Regions from separate parts of the Mus musculus genome. Here region 1 is linked to region 2. A link is a contact called in public promoter capture Hi-C data. All regions are on one chromosome and are shown on one strand. Each heading gives the region's core, a stretch centred on a gene start, on an enhancer-like site or on the middle of the called end of the contact. The rest is flanking DNA. Distances are from core to core; before and after follow the strand shown. Region 1 overlaps Ugcg (UDP-glucose ceramide glucosyltransferase). Region 2 holds the start of Ugcg (UDP-glucose ceramide glucosyltransferase).

Region 1 (7,007 bases), core at 952-3,451, 34 kb before region 2:
GTAGAGAAGCCCTGTCTCTGCGCCCCTGCCCTTGCAAAGAAATTATTTAGATAAGGTTAAGAAATTTCTGTATGATTTTATTAAGGGAAGATCTTGTTGTAGAGCCCAGGCTGGCCTTGAACTCACTGTATATTGCTGGAGATCCTCCTGCTTCAGTTTTCCATTCTCTGTGATATTATAGGAATATACTACTATTACATTCTCAAGAAATGGGTGACATTTCAGTGGCTCACAATTGGGTGTGCAAAAATGAAACCTTATCTATTGTTTCAAAACTTCAGTATTTAAAAACAATGAAGTCAGAAAGCCAAAGCCCGATATTAAGCTGAAGTTAAGCCAAATGCCGTCCAAGTGGGCAATGAGCCACACCGTTGTGGCCAGGGCTGGTGTGTGTGTATGTGTGCACATGTGCAAAGAATTTTTCTTGAGAATTCAAGTCAGTATCTTTGGTGTCACCCAGTATTGCTGGAACTTTGGATGGAAAATGTGTCTTTGCAGCTTCTAAATACATGTGTCATGACTTTCGTTTCTTCTTCATGCCCTCCTAAGCCCAGATGTTTCACTTCTGTGGCTCCACCCTGCTGAATCTGCCCCTCCCACCCCCCAGAGATGCCTTTCCTTACAAGTTTCTTTAGCAAAAGAGGCAAATGGGCATTGTCAGGAGGCAGAATCAGCTTTTAGCTCTGAAAACTCCCCTTTTCTCTCTTATAAAATGAAATACATATTAAGAAAAACACAAGGATGCTACTCCTACATGAAAATGTCATACTCACTGTATGAGACAGCTCACCGTGAATGGAGATCCAGCCACACTGGGGATGGTACCTGCTCCTGACCTCACTGACCTTGTCCCATTCGATCATCCATGACACCCCTGCCCCAACCCTGTCCTTCTAAAATCTCTTTCCAAGATACACCAATGAGAATTTCATTCTTATTTGGAAAGAAAAAGGACCAAACCATCACCATACTTGATATACCTCGTCTGATGATCTCAGCCCAGGGGAGGACTTCAATGCCCATCACTGTATGTAGTAATAAACTGGGCTTCAGAAAGGTGATGGAAGCCGACCAGAGTCCCAGGCTCACCAAGAAGGGCACAGAACCTCAGGGTTGGAAGCTTATCATTCTTGGATCTTGTAAATTATTTTACATGTATAGGTGCTTTGCCTGAATGCATTATCTGCTTCCAGAGGTCAGAAAAGGATGTCAGGTGGCCTGGAATTGGAGTTCCATATGGTTGTGAACAAACTACATGGGTGCTAGGAAGGTCCTCTGGAAGAGAAGCCAGCACTTACAGCGGCTGAGCCATCTCTCTAACCCTTTTCCTGGATGCTTTCATCCTTTAAATAGCTCCCAAAGATTCTGTCCTTTGCTTTGTCTGTTGATCCTATATTATGATCAGCACCTTTGGACACCAGTTCTAGTGAAATGACTCTCAAATCTCTCTACTTCAAGTATGCAAAAGTAGGATCTTGCTATGTAACCCAGGCTGAGCCTCAATCTTGTGATGTGTTTCAACCTCCCAAATGATTCCAGGCCGGGGCCATGATGCCGGGTCTAGCCATCATCTCCTCTAACCTGCTCCCTTCCCATGCTCCAGTGTTTGCATCAGACTTGACTAGACTCCACCGTGTTGTCTGTTGCTCTGGCAGTCAGATGTCAGTCCTGACAAGTCCCAGGATTTGTGATTAGACAGACAGGTCACATCATTTACAAGGAGAGGTGTGGTCTTCAGGGGAGGCTGGTGCACAGATCTCAACCCTTCCAAGAAAAGACACCCCTAAATTGGTTAAGTCATGTAATCATATCTTCATGCTATTAACACGGATGTCTTGATGACTCAGTCTTAACAGCACAACCACATGAAAACATCCCCCAGACACCTAGACTCTGCCAGCGTCTCCCAGAACTGGGAAAGGCTGTGTGAACTCTTAGTACATACTGGTTCTTAGGCTGCTGCTCTGTATTTTAACTACCAAAAGCTCTTCCTGAGAACCCAGTTCAAGCCTGTAGAACAAGAACATCAAGGGTTTATGTACTAAGAGACAAGGTCTATCCCTGAACCTGGAGGTTGATTAGGCTAGCCAGCTTGCTCTGGAGAAAACACAAGACACACAACATCTGGGAATGCCTCCAGCTTGGGTGAAGCCCGGACAGTCAGTGTGTGGGGTGCAGCTCAGCACCTCAGGCAGCAAGACCTTTCCAGCCCTTCCTCGGGACTGGCTTGCCTTCCTCATCTGTGGAAGTGATACAATCGAGAAGGCAGAGTTCAGGCTGCCGCCCAGCCAGGAATGAGCTCCCAAACGGAACTCTGGGTCTGTACCAGAGGTCAGTCATCAAGGGTCTGTAATTCTCCAAGTGCAGCCCCACCCAGAATGACTAATGCAGATGTGTGGGTGAGGTGCCTGTCCTCATTTTCTCCAGCCCTGTGTTATTACCTGCAACCAAAGCAGGTGAACCCCACTGTAAGTCCAGTGTAGCACAAATGAAAGCAAAAGAGTTGTTTAATCCCAGTCAGTACTCAGGAGGCAGAGGCAGGTGGATCTCTCTCTGGGTTTGAGGCTTGCCTGATCTACAGAGAGTTCCAAGACAGCCAAAGGTACACAGAGAAACATTTGTCTCAAAAAGACAAAACAAAAGGAAAAGAAAGAAGATGAATATGGCAACATGTCTGAGACAGAACATGTCAGGAAGTAAACAAAGCCAGTCCATTACTCTCGTTGATTGTATTCAAATTTTTTATTCTCTCAACAAAAAACTTAAGACAATGATTTTAAATAATAAAACATGATATATTCTAGACACTTAATTGTTTTCTTTTTAAAAAGACAGTTTATTATAAATCTGGACTCCTACAGTTCTGGTGTGGTGCTTTGACATTTTACAGTATTTCTTGCTATTTTATCTTCACTCCAAACTTGCTAAACAAAGAGTTACTCTCTGTGTACTCAAAGCTTCGCTTTAAGGAAATACTTCATGACCACGTAAAACACACACATACAGAACATTTGTTTTGTTTTTTTAAAAAAATATTTACAGAAGTCTGTCCAGCCATTTGGATTTTGTTTCTTTGCCCATACTGAGATCAACAAAAAAGCTAAGTAGTCAGCAAGATTTCACTTCAGCAGTGCAAAGGGCATCCACCAAACTCCACTAAACAAACCGACGGACAACAAACGTGCTCAGCAAAACGCGACTCATCAAAGAGTAATGTAAAAAACAACACGTAGTGGGTCATAACTAGACTGGCTCTCACTGCGCAGCTCTCCTTGGGGATAATAATACCCATTTCACAGAAAGAAAAAAAACAAAAACAAAATCAAACCTAGGAATATGCATCCAAGCCTTTGCTCATGAAGAAAATGCCCTCAAACAAATTCATCATAAGGCAAGAGAGGGGAGAGGAAAAGGAGGGGAAAGGAAATGCTGTTTGGCCCAGAAAAATGTAAGTATATTGTGTATTTATAGTATATACACATTTACAGATATATTGCAATTTAGACTGTCTGTATAGTCATTAGGCAAATGGGCTGGCTCAGTAAGATGAAAATGTTCTCTATACATAGGAAGTTATTGCTAATAGGCTATACACTGTGTGCTGAGATGGAAGCCATAGTAACACAGGATGGATGGGAAGCTGCCAAGTGCTGGGGTTAACAGCAAGCATCAGATGGATAACACGCCCTCGAATTCGGAAGGATGAGCAAACTTCTACTTAAGAAGACGGGGAAAGGCCGATGCACTGTCCCTTACAGTTTTGCTTATTTTAAACAAAAGTCCAGTTCACCACAAGTTAAGCACGGGCTGACAAGCAAGCTTAGCTGCATGACGGAGAGGAAAGTGTAGCATGCATTTACAGCTAGGCTGGCCTAGTCTACTGTCATACAAACTGAATACAAAAATCCAATTTAAATAAGACTGTTATAGTAAAAAAAAAGAAAAAAAAGGAAAACAAACCAACACGCACACAGTCGACTTAGCTTGATACTGATTGATTGGAAGAGTCAACCTCATCATATCCTCTAATTGTCTACTGTAATCTATTTGCCAATAGCTAGAATATTTTTACTCACTTAAAAAAGATATTAAATACTTGTATCATGAAATTACATTCTTATTAACAATACAGACATCCCGGGTAAGAAAATAGCTCCTGTGTGACTGTCTGAAATGCATTTTCCTTACACTACAAAACATCCACTTGTACAACATCACCCCCTGGAAAAAGCGAAGGAAAGATGGGGCAGGCCGGGTGAGCCGGGAGCAGGGAGGGAAAGATTCAGCTCTCCTAATTACAGCACAGTGATTAATATGGTTCAAGACAGAACCAACGACAGTTGGTCCAAAAGATGCCTTCAATTCATGGTTACCATTAAAAACCAATCTCAACCACTTTTGGTTCAATTGTAATGAGACCAAAAACAAAAAACAAAACAAAAAAACCCAAACAAACAAAAAAACAAAACAAAAAAAAAAACCCAAAACAAAACAAAAAACCTCACAGATTTATATAAATACTAGACTCCAGCTCTTTTATTATTATTATTTTAAAAAGTTTTCCATTTGTTTTTGCAAGGCCTAGCTACCGTATTACAACTTCTAACTTCTATTTGCTCTGCAACAACTACAAGAGGTAGGCATAAAGCATGAAAAAGTTTCTCAGCCAGCGGGCGTCTCTCTGTATAGCATTTACTTCACACAGGGGAGAGGCCATGACTTCTCTCATGGAGCTGCTGTTCTGCCCGTACAGATTCAGAGGAACTCAGGTAAGAAACTTTCCCTACTGAAGGATACTGTCATAGTGTCTGCTGCAGAGCAGTCCTGTATATGTGTGTGTGTGTGTATATATATATATATATATATATATTTATTTGTTTAAAAAAATAAACAACAACAAAAAAAAACAAATCCCACTTCCTAGAACCAATTGCCTTGATTCTCTACTTCCACAAGATATACTATTTGGCCAAGACTACAGACATGTTTTGTTTTTGTTTTTTTGCTTTTCACAGATGCAAGTGCCATGCAAATAAATTAAAGAGCAGATACCAAAACATACATGTGATAAACTACTGAAGGGAGACCCTGGAAAGTGTCTCTATAAACATAATTTATAACACTTCCATTCCACACTGTGCGCCATCAGTCACAGAGGTCTTCTTACACATCCAGGATCTCCTCTGCTGTCCCCCCACAGCGTAACCTGTAGCGACCAGTTCTCCAGCTTATAGTCGGGTCCCATAATGCCGACAGGAAAATGTAGATTGTCATGGATTCACGGATGAACCAGGCCACAGCATAATCAAGTTTTGAAAAACACAGTGTGCCACCCTGAGAATGAAAAATAAAAATCAACTGACTGCCTGTCAGATTAAAGGTACAAAGGATGAAATTCTCAGGCTGCTGAGATGCCTCCACAAGGAAGCCTGACGACCAAGTTCAAGCCCCGCCTGGTAGAAGGGAGAACAAGCGTGCACATCCAAGCAAAGAGACCTCACACACACACACACACACACACACACACACACACACACACACACACAGTTGGGGGAGGGAGTCTACGCACTCCTGGGACCCCACTGTTGGCACCACTGATGTCAAAGGTGTCAGAGGTGACTTAACTGCCTTGCAATCCTGTCTGTCTAAAAACAGTGATCATCATTAGTAAAAGCAGTGTGAAAAACAACTGCAGGCTCAGCTTGAAGATTTCCTTCACGTCATTTTTCTGAACTAACTCTAAGTCCCAAACTAAGTTCCTTAGCTTTCTGTCTACAGAAACTAAAGACTGCTCGGTCTCTCTTGAGCCTTTTCTAAACTGAAATAGCGCTGCTCCTTCCCCAGATCACTGAGAACCCTTTCCTGTGCACCCACATACCTGGACACCCCTGAGTTGAATGTAGTCAAATATAAACCATGCCAGGCAGTGGCACATGAAGAAGACCATGATATCCCATCTGAATACATGGTGGGCTGCCCACCCAATAATTAAACTGGCAACAAAGCATTCTGAAATTGGCTCACAAATTATTGTAGCAGGAAGCATGTTAATTCTCAATTTGGTCCACCTAAAGAAAGAAAGAAACAAACAAACAAAAAGGATTTTAAGACAACAGCCTGCTTACAAAACTAACTGAGCAACCCTCACCACCAAACACCTGCACGGGCACCATCCTGAACCCCACCGGCCACTCTCACACACATGGTCAACCTTGACATGGAAAGACTATCCTCTTTGAAACAGTTTTAATTTTATTTACTTATGTATTGTTAAGAAAGGGTCTCTCCTGTAGCCCAGGCTGGCTTCAAACTTCTTAGGCAGTGAAAGATGACGTTCAGGTCCTGATCCTTTGCCTCTTTCTCCCAAATGTTGGGACTATAGGGTGATGCCACCACACCCAGTGTAAGCTGTGCAGGGGTGGGTGGGTGGGTGGTGACATCCAGGGCTGTCTGCATGCCAGGAAAGCAGTCTATCAACTTAGATACATCCCAGCCTTCCTTTCTCAGTTTGGCTTTTATGAATCTCTTTTCTATTTTTATTTAGTAAATAAAAATATCTGTATATTCATTTACATGGTCTATACTTTGACCAGTTTAGTTTCTATTTCTAAAGTGCTTTAGTTTCAATTATCTTTTTTTTTTTTTTAATTTCAGAATTATTAAAGAAAATTCATTTAGGCGTTCAATTTCTCTTAAAACAGAACAAACTTTTCTGGAAGCAAATTAATCTTTTTTTTTCCCTCAAAGACTATTTACGTAGCTCTGGCTACTCTATTCTAGAGCACACTATGTAAACCAGGCTGACCTTGAACTAAGAGATTCGATGGCTTCTTTATCCCAAGTACTGGGGTTAAATGCATGCGCCATGACACCTGGCATCATGTGCATTTTAAATACACACACACACATATAAAATCATGAAGCACATGCACACATCACACATTCCTTTTATAAAATGATAGTTTATTGATTTACCTGATCATTCTGGATTGAAACTGAGAAATTGA
Region 2 (6,387 bases), core at 2,901-5,400:
CAACAACAACCTTGTTCTCCACCTGAAAACAATTCCCATCAAACTAGGAAACGATTTTTTTTTTAATGAAACCATACATAAAAAAAAAGTGACAATGAGACCAGACTGCAAAGAAAGAAAGAAACGAGAGAGAGAGAGAGAGAGAGAGAAACTAACTAGCTTATCAAACAAATATCAGAAACTTCAGGAAGAGTACGGCTGAATCTATATACAAATTTGACTGCTAGTTATTTGCCTTAAAGTTTTTGTTTTTGTGACACAGGGTCTTATAATATTCCTTAGGCTAGCCTTCACTGCAATCCTCCTGTCTCAGCCTTAAGTGCTAAGATTACAGATATGCACCAAGTATTATATATGTTAATTATATATGTTAGTCTGTTTCCTTCTACTGTTGTGAATTTTCCTTTTTAATTTTCACATCCTACACTGTGACTTTCCTCCTCAGTATTTTCTTTGTTATACAATGAGATCTAGACACTTTGGGTGTTTGATTTGCACATCTCTTTCCAGGAAATTTTTTTCTTTCGTTTGATTTTGGTGTTTTGAGACAGGATCTCTCCATTATGCAACTCTGGCTGTCCTAGAAGAACCCACTATGAAGACCACGCTGGCCTTGAGACCCACTATGAAGACCGCGCTGGCCGTGAATTCAGAAATCTACCTGCCTGTGTGCCAGCACTCTCAACCCAGAATATGCTCTTATGTGTATAAAAAGGGTAACATTGAGGCAGGAGATATGGCTCAGTAGGTAAAGGTGCTTGTCACCAGGCCTGATAACCTGAGTTCAATCCCCAGCCCCGAGCCCCCTCATGGTATAAGGGAAAAAATTGAACTAACTCTTGCAGGTTGTTTGTGAAGTTGTAACACACACACACACACACACACACACACACACACACACACACACAATGTTTTAACATTTAAAGGTAACACCCTGGAGTATTAAAAAAAATAATAATTATTACAAAGCTTTTTTTACAGCACTTCAACAAAGCTAATATTTGTACTATGCTCCAAAATGTAAAATTATAACTAGGCATGGTTGGCACACGATTTTAATTCTAGAACCCTGGCAAAGACAGATGGATCTCCGTGAGTTCAAGGTCAGCCTGGTTTACATTATGAGTTCCAGGATAAGCTGAGCTACCTAGTAAGACCCTATCTCAGAAAAGGATTATTAACTAGGGCTCTAGATCTCGTTATATAACAAAGAAAAATGCTGAGAGCCGGTTGGTGGTGGCGCACGCCTTTAATCCCAGCACTCGGGAGGCAGAGACAGGTGGATCTCTGAGTTTGAGGCCAGCCTGGTCTACAGAGCGAGTTCCAGGACAGCCAGGACAGCCAGGACTACACAGAGAAACCCTGTCTCGAAAAACCAAAAACCAAAAACCAAAAACAATAAAAAAATAAAATTAAGAAAAATGCTGAGAAAAATCACAGTGTAGTATGTGAAAATTAAAAGGGAAAATTCACAACAGTAGAAGAAAACAGACTAACAAACATATAATTAATATATACAATACTTGGAAATGCAGACGATAAAAGGGAACATAAAGCAGAACACTTGTCTAGCTTCAAGGTGAGAGACAATAAAATAGACAGGAGAAGCAACAGCATGTGACAGATTAACATAGGAGTTACCTCCACAAAAGCACAGGAGCTTGGTAATAGACTGCAGTATAAGCAAAAGACTATAGCCACATAATTTATGACTAAATGAAATTATCATATACATATCTGAAAAGCAACTTAGTGGAACCAATAACTACATGGATGAAAATCAAAACAGAAGAAATAGTGAAGAATAAGGAACACAGAACAGGGAAATACCCATCACCTGACGGCCAGGACTAGGAATAGCTATCACATTTTATAAGGCAACATTGTAACAAAGATTAAAAGATGTATCATTTCTGGTCCAATACTTTTTCCCCCTAAGAAATGTGATTTAAAGAGATGCATGTATAAGAATTCATCACAGAGCAGGGGCATGGTGACGCACGCCTTTAATCCCAGCACTCCAGAGGCAGAGGCAGGCGGATTTCTGAGTTCGAGGCCAGCCTGGTCTACAAAGTGAGTTCCAGGACAGCCAGGGCTATACAGAGAAAACCTGTCTCGAGGGAAAAAAAAAAAAAGAATTCATCACAGGAACTAGCAATATATCTTAGGGATGAAGCACTTGCCCAAAATACAGAAGGCCCTGGGTTTGGTTCCCAGCACAGGAAAAAGCTAAGAAATACAAATATAACTGTTTCTTTTTAAGTGTTGCTTAAATCAACTGAATTGCCTACCAAAAACAATAAATGAATATTAAAAGCTCAGAAGCCAAAATGCCATGCATCTTCCTACACTAATGGAGAGAGCTCACACATTTGTTGATAGGAGAAAAACAATAGTCAGGTTGCTTTGCAGGCAGCTCCCGACAAGCAACAGCCTTGGGGTGTTTGGTTCTTCATGCTTAACTTCTAGCACCTAGAACAGTGCCCTGTACTGCTTATCAAACACCATTTAGTCAGTAGGGGAGATTTTAAAGCAGGCCATGGAACAACAGTCATGACATGGTACAATCTCCTCTCTCCTCTTCTGCCTGATATATATATACCTAATTGGGAAGGTAGGCAAAAATGGTTAACAAGGTAACGTTTTAGTATGTTATAACTATCTTCTTTATTCCTTTCTGTACTGTCTAAATTCCTGATAAAATAACTATTGCTTTTTAAAGAGCCCATGTAGTTAAAATGAATACTGCTTACATTTCTAAATTCCAAACGGGGTATGTTTTCTTTCACTTTCAAAAAAAACCCCACAAAACCCTGTCTGCTTATCTTATACAGGTGTTGTCTTTCTCGGCGTCAGGAAATGGCACACCAATCGGAGAAAAGCACATGTTTTCTATAGTGGAAAAAAAAAGTAACTGCCTAACGTCCTTCCCTGTTTTTCATTAACATACAGCCTATTCTAGCCTATCCCTATCTGGTAGTTTAAAATAAATAAATAAATAAATAAAAATAAATTTCCTCCCTCCTCTTTCAGGCTAAAATGCCAAGTGAGTTCATCTCTACACATTTAAACAGGCTTCATTTTAAAGACATTTCATTGATGGATCAAAACTCAGCCACCTATGTCATGTCTCTCTCCGCCCCTTCACTCTGTTCTGTTTTAGTCATGAGCTTTATAGGGAATAACCTTATTTAGATTTTTATCATGTTTCATCCTTCTAGAATGTAAGCTTCATGAGGGCAGGAGTTTTGTCCTGCTTTCTCACCTATGTCCCCAGCCCAACTCCAGGTGGTATCTAGTAGGCCTTAGGAGGTACCTGCCAAATGAAGAGATGTGTGTGGAAAACAGATTAAGGATGTAACTCCAAACAAGCCAATACATAAAGACTTGGAAAAAAGATAAATAAAGACATGATACTGAAATGCCACGCTGACAGGACTCGATGCTTTATAACACTGGCTCGGAGACGGACCTTCTTCAAGGCGGGCAGGTGCTACACACCTAGCTAAACACATAGCTCTTCTAGGAAGGAGGTAATCCACTGGGAAGCCTGGGGTGGTGGTGATCAGCTCCCGGAAGAGTGTAAAGGACCATCTCCATAATAGAGACGTGGCCGGCGCGGAGGGAGCGGAAAACCTCACAATACACCATACATCCTCGCCCAGATGGGAAGAAAAATCACACGAATCTCCTACACAATCAAACCAAGTAGACAACCCTCCACCAGACAGAGAAGCAGGCTCCTCTCCTAGAGCTCGGTAGTCGCCTGCAACCCAGGAGTCGGGTCGCGACTCCAGCGCGATTCCCTTTCCAGGACCCCGCGTCGCACCGCCCCAAGGAGACCGATTTAGGGGGCCGTTTGGGGATCAGCTTTCTCTATCCCCGCAAAACGCTACCCTCCACCGCACACACGCCTGCCAGTCCAGCTCGTCCCCGAGGCCCCGACCCTCCAACTCACGTGTAGATGATGGACATGAAATGCATCAGCCACAGCACCACGAAGAGCACGAAGCCGAACAAGGCCATTCCCTCCTGGGCCAGGTCCAGCAGCGCCATCCCCCGGCCCGCTGGCCCGGCCCGGCCCGCTCCGGCCGCCGCGGACAGCGCTGCCGCGGGAGGAGGACGCGGGGGCCGCCGGGTGCGGGGCGCGGGCCGCGAGTGGAAGGTGGGAGAGGAAGGGCCGGCGGGGCGGCGGGCGTGAGGACGGAAGGGGCGGGCAGGGCCTGCGCGCCCCCGGCCACTCGGCGCGCGCTCGGCACCGCGCACCCCTTAGCGTGCGCGCGCTGGTGTGCTGCGAGCGCAGGCTGACCGCGCTGCGCGCTCTAGGCGGCCGTTGCCGCGCGCTCGGGCTCCCGTGGTCCAGACCCTTGGGCTGCCGCTGCCGCCGCCGCCGCCGCCGCCGCCGCCGCCGCCGTCGCCGTCGTCCCTTTCGCTCGCCGCGGCTCTGCGTTCTGGTCCGTGCTCTCTGCCGGCGTCCGAATCCCGGCACGATGCGGTCCGCCCTGCCCCGCCCTCTGGAGCCCGGTGCCCGTGCCCCCGCCCCCGGGGCGGCGCCCTCGCGCCTCGGTGCCGGCCCGCGCGCCCACGGGTGGAGCTGCCCCCGCGTGCTCGCCGCCCGGCAGCTACCAACCGCTGCCGCCGCCCGCGCCCGCGGTCCCCCCCCCCCCTGCACTGTCTCTAAGCAGCACGCGCCGCCTCTACACTTTATCTTGGCCAAATCCGGAGGAGCCAAGAGACTGTGTTATTTAAGGAATCCCCAAACTCAGAATTGGAAGAATCGCTTGATGCTGAATTCGCGCAAGATTGTGCGTTCTCTAGGGCAGCTGAGTGTAATTTGGCTAAGATGTAGCCAAGAGAGTTATGGAAATGTAGCTAGTTCGAGCAGTGCTAGGCTGTTAAGTGTTGCCAGTACACCGCTGACAAACCATCTCATTCATAAATCTTGTATTATTTGCTGGGATGATAGATTTTAGTCATACTGGGTTAAATTACGTTACTCCATTTTTAAAAAGCTGTTAAATGTTGCTATTACTAAAACGTTTAATTATGCATGTGCACGATACTGAAAATGGGGAAATGAAGGCTAGGCTGTGTGAGAAGCCTGTATGTAGCCCAGTTACTTCTGGGACTGAAGCAGGAGAATTACCTGAACTTGAACACACAGGTTCCAGGCCAGGCTGGGCAAATTCAATGAATCCCTGTGGTGGAAAAACAAGAGTATTCTAACTTTAAGTCGCAACTGGGAGAAGCTAGTAGTAAATGTTTCCATTTGTTTCTTCAGCCTGGATACATCTATATTGTTTACAATTGTTCTGTGTTTAAACTGTTTATTATTCAAGTTACTTTTAAAAAATAATCCAAAAATGACGGGCAGTGGTGACATACACCTTTAATCCCAGCACTTGGGAAGCAGAGACAGGCAGATTTCTGAGTTCGAGGCCAGCCTGGTCTACAGAGTTCCAGGACAGCCAGGGCTACACAGAGAAACTCTGTCTCGAAAAAAGAAAAAGGAAAAAAAAAAAATCCTTAAGGTTTGCAGTGTCCTTTGTTCTACTGGTGAAAAATCAGTGGGAAAGAACCATGCTTCGAAATTAATTTCCAGTTGTTGAGAGTTACTGGTTAATAGAGTTACAGCAGGATGGAATCCATACATAGAAATAATAGCACAGGGTTTTAAATGCCACGATTGTGATTAATCAATTCTAAGGCCCACTTTTAAAGCATTCTTAACACATTTTCAATAATCCATTATTTTCAAGAATCCAAAATGGAAATGCATCTCACACTCAGTGACATCTTACAAATAAAAATAATAGGCCAGGTTTCTTTTTCTTAAAATGTGTTTGCTAGTCATATACAAAACAATGCTGTGTGTTCTCAATACTTCCTTGAACTTGGTCAAGGATATGAATTTCTCAATTTGAGCATTTTGTAGCATTTTTCATTTTTTCCAAATCTTTCCTAGACCTTTACAGCAAAGGATTCCATGCAGTATGGTGGGTAACACAGAAAGGACAAAGAAAGTTGGTGTAACTGGGTATAAGTGAATAATGATCAACTTTGTTGCACTTCATCTGGTTAAATTTAGTCTGCTCAAACCTGGCTTTCCAACCAGAGCTCTAGGGGCTGGAAAGATGGCTGGCTCAGCTATTAGAGCACTTGTTAATCTTTCAAAAAGACCCTGGTAGGACGGACATGCAGTATCCATGGAGAACAGAAGAGGGCGTCTGATTCCCCCATCTGATTTCCCCAGAACTAGAGTTACAGATGGTTGTGAGTACCAAGTAGATCTTGCTTTGCACAGGTTTGGAAGATCAGCCAGTGCCCTTAACCGTTGAGCCATCCCTCCAGCACAAGGAAAATATCATCTTTAAAGAAATTTCTCAT

What was found. Promoter capture Hi-C pulls out the DNA fragments that hold promoters and counts their contacts.
Region 1: a contact with region 2 is called in a promoter capture Hi-C map of liver, with 2.8 times the contacts expected there. The contact joins the enhancer-like site here to the promoter of Ugcg in region 2. A contact is called at or near these places in 9 of 39 promoter capture datasets (the 3T3-L1 cell line, the HPC-7 cell line, the SN4741 cell line and 4 more), 16 of 484 Hi-C or Micro-C datasets (8-cell embryo, the C2C12 cell line, CD4 T cells and 9 more), 15 of 115 datasets of contacts at active chromatin or transcription factors (CD8 T cells, the HPC-7 cell line, the SCID.adh cell line and 10 more) and 3 of 9 other capture datasets (adipose tissue, liver and pancreatic islet).

Annotation. Positions count from the first base shown.
Region 1 is chr4:59,218,550-59,225,556 of GRCm38.p6, reverse strand. Ugcg (UDP-glucose ceramide glucosyltransferase) reads right to left here. Exons shown (of 9, transcript NM_011673.3): 7 at 6,976-7,007; 8 at 5,879-6,068; 9 at 2,724-5,334. The coding sequence ends at 5,164. Among named protein-coding and RNA genes, the nearest start is that of Ugcg, 33 kb to the right of the region's middle. Within about 2 kb of position 2,201, at least 63 of the 459 cell types and tissues checked have an H3K27ac peak or open chromatin away from gene starts, as enhancers often do. A contact at or near this core is called in the C2C12 cell line, CD8 T cells, adipose tissue and 4 more, where this site is marked.
Region 2 is chr4:59,187,313-59,193,699 of GRCm38.p6, reverse strand. It overlaps Ugcg (UDP-glucose ceramide glucosyltransferase), which reads right to left and starts at 4,150. Exons shown (of 9, transcript NM_011673.3): 1 at 3,959-4,150. The coding sequence starts at 4,056.